Linked DNA regions of Hordeum vulgare: region 2 is linked to region 1. Evidence: chromatin contacts called from public Hi-C data. All regions are on one chromosome and are shown on one strand. Each heading gives the region's core, a stretch centred on a gene start, on an enhancer-like site or on the middle of the called end of the contact. The rest is flanking DNA. Distances are from core to core; before and after follow the strand shown.

Region 1 (3,271 bases), core at 470-2,969:
ACACATACATGAGGAGATAACTAATAAGCACTCTAACCACACATGTTTTTTTCTTTTGAATTCTGACCGGCGTAACGAGTAAGTTTATATGTAGAAATTACCATATAATTAGCTGCTATAATCAGGTAAACATTTTGAGGGTGCGTGTTTCTGAATGGCCTTACTTTTGAAGAGGAGTTTCTCCAGGCTGCCCCTGGTCATGAACTCGTACACCAGGAGTCTGTGCTCGTCCTCGTAGCAGTAGCCGATCAGTTTCACCAGGTGAGGATGCCTCAACTGCCCCAGGAATATGACCTCGGTCTGCATCGTCGTCCAATTTACACAGTTAGTTTTTTGTGCCGGTCAGTCAAACGTACTACTCCATGTGAAAAAGAAATCGTTAGAAAAATATGGCATGTAAACGTGCTAATTCACCGCTAGTTTGATTCTAACTAATAATAATCAGGCCGACAAATTAACAATGGGCAGCCCTTTAAGACAAGCGAATGAAGCAAGCGAACGCTGTTCCATTGATATTGTCCCGGGCATACAACTAAAACTTTCTCGAAAGATCGGGCGTTCGTCTTTTCGATCGAGAGAATATGTCAACACCAAGGAAACTTCTGCTTGTAAGAAAGGACTTGGTGTGTGGTTTGGAATATTCAGAAATCAAGTGGAAATATAAAAAAGCCATATAGAGGTAGGTATATATGTTACGAGTCTACAACATATATACTAATCAACTGCAGTTATGTCGACAAATTCTTCTTCTTATTAAGTAACTCCATCTCAGGGTTTGCCGAATTAAGAAGGATACATGATCATTTTTAGAATGAAAGAACTGCATGCAGAAACGGCTTTCGACTTAACTCGAATGCTTGTATACTCAAGCCTCTGATAACCATTCAGAGCAGCTCAACTAACTTTGAACAAGCATGACTCATCGACAAAGTAAAGTAGAGTAATTAATCCCACGGATGCATTTCCGTTAATTGAACACACATTTCCATTAATTTTTTCTCCAAATAGTGGTATAATAACTAGACTCTGATTGATCAAGTAGTGTAATTCCCGGGCTAGCTAAGACCTATGAGTAGATTAATTGACTAGCTCTTGCACTTGTTCTTGATTGATCAAGTACGTGCATATGACCAATGCAACAAGTGGTAATATAATTAACTAGCTCTTGCACTTGTTAGTAGGTTTTGGTAACGGAGCAGGAAGAGAGAGCTGGGCGGCGATGGAGTGCATACGTACCAGCCACTCGTTGTGTCCCTGGTTGCCCTCGAGGTCGAGCAGCTTGACGGCGACGGGCTGCGCGCGGAGGCCGGGCTTGACCTTCTCGTCGACGTAGCCCTTGTATACGGGGCCGAACCCGCCCTCGCCGATGAAGTTGGTCATGGAGAAGTCCCTGGTGACGGCGCGCAGCTCGGCGATGGTGAAGACGTGCAGGTCCGACCCCGCCAGCGACAGCGACAGGTCCTCCGGCGACACCATCCCGCCGCCCATGCTCAGGTCCGAGAAGGACATCCGCCCGTGCAGCGACGACCGGCTCGGCCTCGGCGCCTTCCCCGCCGCCGCCACCTTCTTCTTGCTCTTCTTCTTCTTCTTCTTGCCCCCGGATGGCTTGTTCTCGCCCTTGCCGGCCGCCGCCGCGGCGGCGGCGGCGGCGTGCGAGCTGAAGCACCCGAAGAGGGACCTCCACGCCGACCTCGCCATCGGCGCGCGCGTCGCTCTGCTTTACCCGCTGCTTTGGCCGTATCGGGGTATATATATACACGCCGGAGCTCGTCTTGCTTGCGGCTCGCTCGTGTGGGGTGGTGCGGATGGACGGCGGGGGTGTGGTCCGGCGTGACGTGGCGGGGGATGGACGGACGGGATGGGGTAGGCGGGGGATGGACGGACGGGAAGGGGTGAGCGGGGAGGCCGTTTCTTTGGATTTGACCGGGGCGGGTCGTTGACGCCGGGAGGTTTCCGCGCGCGCCGTAAGCTGGAAGGGCTCGTATCTGGCGTTCTCACGGGGCCGCGTCGAGCGTCCGATCGGGACCGGACGGCTCGGATGGGGGCGTGCCGCGGACTGGGCGTACGCGTACGTGGGGGTGATCTTCTGGTACGTGTACGTTTTGCGCCCGTTTCAGATTCGACCGACGACGAGCGCACCAGACGAATCGAGAGTCAGATACAGCTAGCAGATGACCACCAATATTTTCCTCTATTCTACACGAAAGGCAAAAAACGGTCATTTGTTTTTTCCTTTCTGAAGAAAACCTGTTTAGATTTGCATTTCTCCACATTTCTCCGTGGAGAAAGGCAACCGCTTGATGTGCCTCTGAGATCCTGTACGATCCAGCATGTTGGCACTTGCATATGTTTCGTACTTACGGCTTTCTCTTAATCTTCAACAACGACTCTCAAACCATTCACATATTTTTAAATTGTACTGTTCGAATGTATTGTATCATCCAACGTGGACCTGTATCGATCCATAAAGCTCTCAAAAAGCCTTTTCTTATACAAAACATACGCAAACATGAAAGCTTTGTGGATGTACGGACCACACATGTCTCACATATCAACACCCCCCCCCCCCCCCGCGTCTAGGCTCGCTTTTCCGTTTGAAATGGTCAGCGCCGCTCGAGAGCGCCAGTGCCGCATTCATGCCCGATTAGAGCGGACGCGACCTCTCACTAGCACCGGCATAGAATGTTGACAAAATAGGCAATTTTCCGAGTAGATTAATCTATGAAATAATTACTAACATGGCATTGACTAGGTTCATGACATACTGATCACGGAGTATAGTAGCAAGTACTACGCATATAGCAGAAACATCTACGCATATAGGCAATACTACTAGTGCAGACAGAAACAGGAGAGAGATAAACATATCATACCCTCCGATCGGCCAATTGGCCGTAGCAGCAGCGGTGGCGGCGGCAGTATCCTCTGCCGCCTTCTTCTCGGCTTCGGCCTTCTCGCGGACGAGACGGTCAGCTTCGCTTGGTGAAGACATGGCGATAACGAGGGCGACGCGGACGTAGACGAAGCAGACGGATGAAGGCGAGCAGCCGCGTGATCGCTTCCCAAAAACCTAATCGCCCCTCTCTCGTACAGGAACCGGAGAGACGAGGTTTCGGAGGCCTGCTCTCCCGTCGACCGTGTACGCGGTAAACGGGACGGAGTCGCCGGCGGCAGCAGCAGTCAAGGAACAAACGCGTGAGGCAGATGTGATCTGATTCTCGTGACGGCTAGGGTAGGCGATAGCCTGCTTATAAAGGCGGCTGGGTGGAGA
Region 2 (3,271 bases), core at 526-3,025, 250 kb before region 1:
TGGCAGGTAGGTATGATTTCCTCCTCTAACATGTTAGTCCTGCAGGGGTGCCAAATTTGAAATTCGATGACGTGTCCGGGGTGTTGCCACTGTCTGATTCATTCAATGATAATGGCTTCGTCTTTAATGACGAGGCACCTTGGAGGTCCGTAAAATTGCATATCAATGATGGAGCCGCGTCGAGCTCGGATGTGGAGGTGATTCGTCATTTTATCTTGAAGGGTGCTACAAATCAACCGGATAATTTCTTAGGATACCATCCACCTAGCTAACCGTACGATCTGCATGCTAGTGGCCATTCGATCACAACGACACCACACGCTTCAATGCAGCACCAATGGTGTCTCTTAAAGCTCCATTGCAGCCTCATCGATCTTCATTGCATCACCGTCACAGCTTCCACAACCCCGGTGGTGCTCCACTGCTGCGCCGGTGGTGCAGGAAAAGCTCCAAGGCAGCCTGACGAAGCTCCATTGCAGCGCCGGTGAAGCTCCGCTGCAACTTCATGGCCATTCTGTCAAGGTAGTCGTCGTAGGACCGACGAAGTTCCATTGCAGTGTCGGCGGTGCGACAAAAGCTCCAAGGCAGCCCGACGAAGCTTCATTGCAACGCAATGGCCGTCTTGTCGTGGTTGTCATCGTAGCACCGGGGAAGCTCCATTACCGCGCCGGTGGTGCGACAAAAGCTCCAAAGCAGCCCAACGAAGCTCCATTGCAGCGCTGGTGTTGTAATGCCATGGCCGGCCCGTTGGGATTATCGTCGCAGCACCGGCAAGCTCCATTGTAGCGCTGGCGTTTCAAATATCAAGGATGGCATGACACAGCTTGGAGCGGTAGCCATGCCACAGGTTGCAGGTTGCTAGGCTGTGCATGACGTTCCGACGGCAGTGCCTCGTCTTGCGTCCCGAAAGGGCCACGTAGGGTCGCATCATCAATGTTGATGGGATGGCAGGGCTTGCAGCAGCCATGCCCATAATAGGGGTGGTGGTGGCGCGCGACGGCCAACACGTCATCTTGAATTACGGACGGGTCAGGCATGGCTGTAGTATCGGGGTGTCCGTGGTGCCGTGTTGGCAGCATCGACTCTGTAGCAGCGTCCTCCACGGCTCTTCGTGCAGCTGCGTCGTTGAGTTGGATAAAAGATGGCTATTGGGAGAGAGATGGGACGATGAAGGAAGAGGAAGACGAACAAGGGAAGGAGCGTGTGGCCAGGGAGACGAGAAGATAAGGCTGGGAAAACCACGACGCATGACAGGTTAAGTGGCAGCCGAGCGGAGCGACTGGTTTTTCAACAAAATCAGTTGGTTGATAATGATCATTTTTTTTTTTGGTGGCTGCTATGGTGACGACAGAGCCGGATGACAGATATTGGTGTCGGGCTTGGAGGATTTTTCAGCCTTATTTGTAAGTTTACTTCCTTACCGGTGTTTCTATGTGTAAAGGTTAGCGTTTTATTGTCTTTTCAGTTTTATTAAATCAGTATGTATATAGCTTGTATTACTATCATTATGATATAAATAACACACGTATTATCATGTAAAAAAATTACTCACGGTAATAATCAAATACGGTAAAGAAATTGGTTTATAAATACAGTAAATAAATAATCAAATACAGTAAAGAAATACAGTAAATACTCACGTATTATCATATACTCCCTTCGTTCCTAAATATAAGTCTTTTCTAGAAATTCCACTATTAAACTACATACGGATGTATATAGACATATTTTATAGTGTGGATTCATTCATTTTACTTCGTATGTATTAGTTTCCTATAAAAATGTTTAAAAAGACTTATATTTAGGAACGGAGGCAGTAAATTACTATCATACATACACAACCAACATTTCAGATTTTCACTCACGGTAATAATCAAATACAGTAAAGAAATTGGCTTATAAATAGACGCTCCACACGCACGCACACACAATACATGAGTAATAGTGAGAGTGAGACACACACACTACACACCGGAATCATCGAAATGGCGACCGGCGTCGGCAACGGCACAGGCCCGTCGACGAACGACGACGCGCTCCAGTCCCTCCTCGTCGCTGCGCGGCCGTTCCTCCGGGGCGACCTCGCGGCGGTCGACCCCGAGCTGCCGTCGCTCGTCTCCGTCCTCGTGTCCGCCGGCGCCGGCGAGTGCTACCACAAGCACGGCACCTTCCTAGCCCACCTCCTCGACGTCTACCGGATCCTCCGCCTCTGGGGCGCGCCCGACGCCGTCGCCCGCTGCGGCCTCTTCCACTCCTCCTACTCCAACTCCTACGTCAACCTCGCCATCTTCGAGCCCGACGTCAGCCGCGCCCGCGTCCGCGGCATCGTCGGCGAGGCCGCCGAGCGGCTCGTGCACCTCTTCTGCGTCGTCCCGCGCCACGCGCTCATGCACGACGACCTCCACCTCCGCTACACCGACGCCGAGCTCCGGGACCACCTCGCCGCCGCCGGGGCGTCCCTCCAGGCCGCGCGCTCCCACGGCGGCAGACCGGAGGACAAGGCGGAGCCGTGGCGCTTGAAGCTGCGGTCGGTGGTGCCGGAGGACGGCGTGGTGGTGCCGCACATCCGGACGGGGGAGCCGGTGGCGCTGTCGCGGCGTGTGCTGGCGGTGTTCGTGCTGATGACCGTCGCCGACTTCAGCGACCAGTACACGGACTACCAGGACAAGCTGTTCCGCAACGACGACGGGCGCCTCGAGTTCGCCGGAGACAACTGGGCCGCGCTCTGGCCGGGGACGGGCAAGCCGGGGCTGTGGATGAGCGCCACGTCCAGGCTCGCCGCGCTCTACCGCCTCATCGCCACCGACGAGCAGCTCCGCCACATGGAAGAACAAGTGGGGCCGACGAAGACGACGGCGGACGAACAGGACGCGGGCCTGGAGCTCTGCATCCCGCCCGTGTTCGACCGGTGCAGCAAGGTGCTGGACCCCGGCGAGCAGATCGCGGCGAGGGACATGTACTGGGAGGCGATCTGCAGCGACGGCAAGGAGGAGGGCGTGGAGTCGCTGCTGCGGCGGTGCATCGCGAAGAACCCGTACGTGGGGGAGCCGTGGCTGGTGCTGGCTCAGGTGCTGCTGAACGGCGGAGGGAGGTGGGAGGAGGCGGAGGCGGCGGCGGAGGAGGGGCTGAGGCTGGTGGTGGAGTGGGGCAGCAGCTGGGACAAGAGGATGTCGTGGGAGGGATGGGTGTCGTGGGGGAGGGTGATGAGGGACAAGGCCAGGGAGAAACAGTGGCCGCGCTCCGCATGGGGCATCATCAACCTTGGACTCGT

What was found. A called contact is a pair of places that touch in the nucleus more often than the background predicts.
Region 2: a Hi-C map of seedling shows a contact between it and region 1, with 4 times the contacts expected there. The contact joins the promoter of LOC123447103 here to the promoter of LOC123449607 in region 1. A contact is called at or near these places in 3 of 6 Hi-C or Micro-C datasets (leaf and seedling).

Annotation. Positions count from the first base shown.
Region 1 is chr4H:568,469,250-568,472,520 of MorexV3_pseudomolecules_assembly, reverse strand. LOC123449607 (serine/threonine-protein kinase RIPK-like) reads right to left here and starts at 1,719. Exons shown (of 5, transcript XM_045126884.1): 1 at 1,237-1,719; 2 at 165-300. The coding sequence starts at 1,698.
Region 2 is chr4H:568,719,842-568,723,112 of MorexV3_pseudomolecules_assembly, reverse strand. LOC123447103 reads left to right here and starts at 1,775. Exons shown (of 1, transcript XM_045123673.1): 1 at 1,775-3,271. The coding sequence starts at 1,935.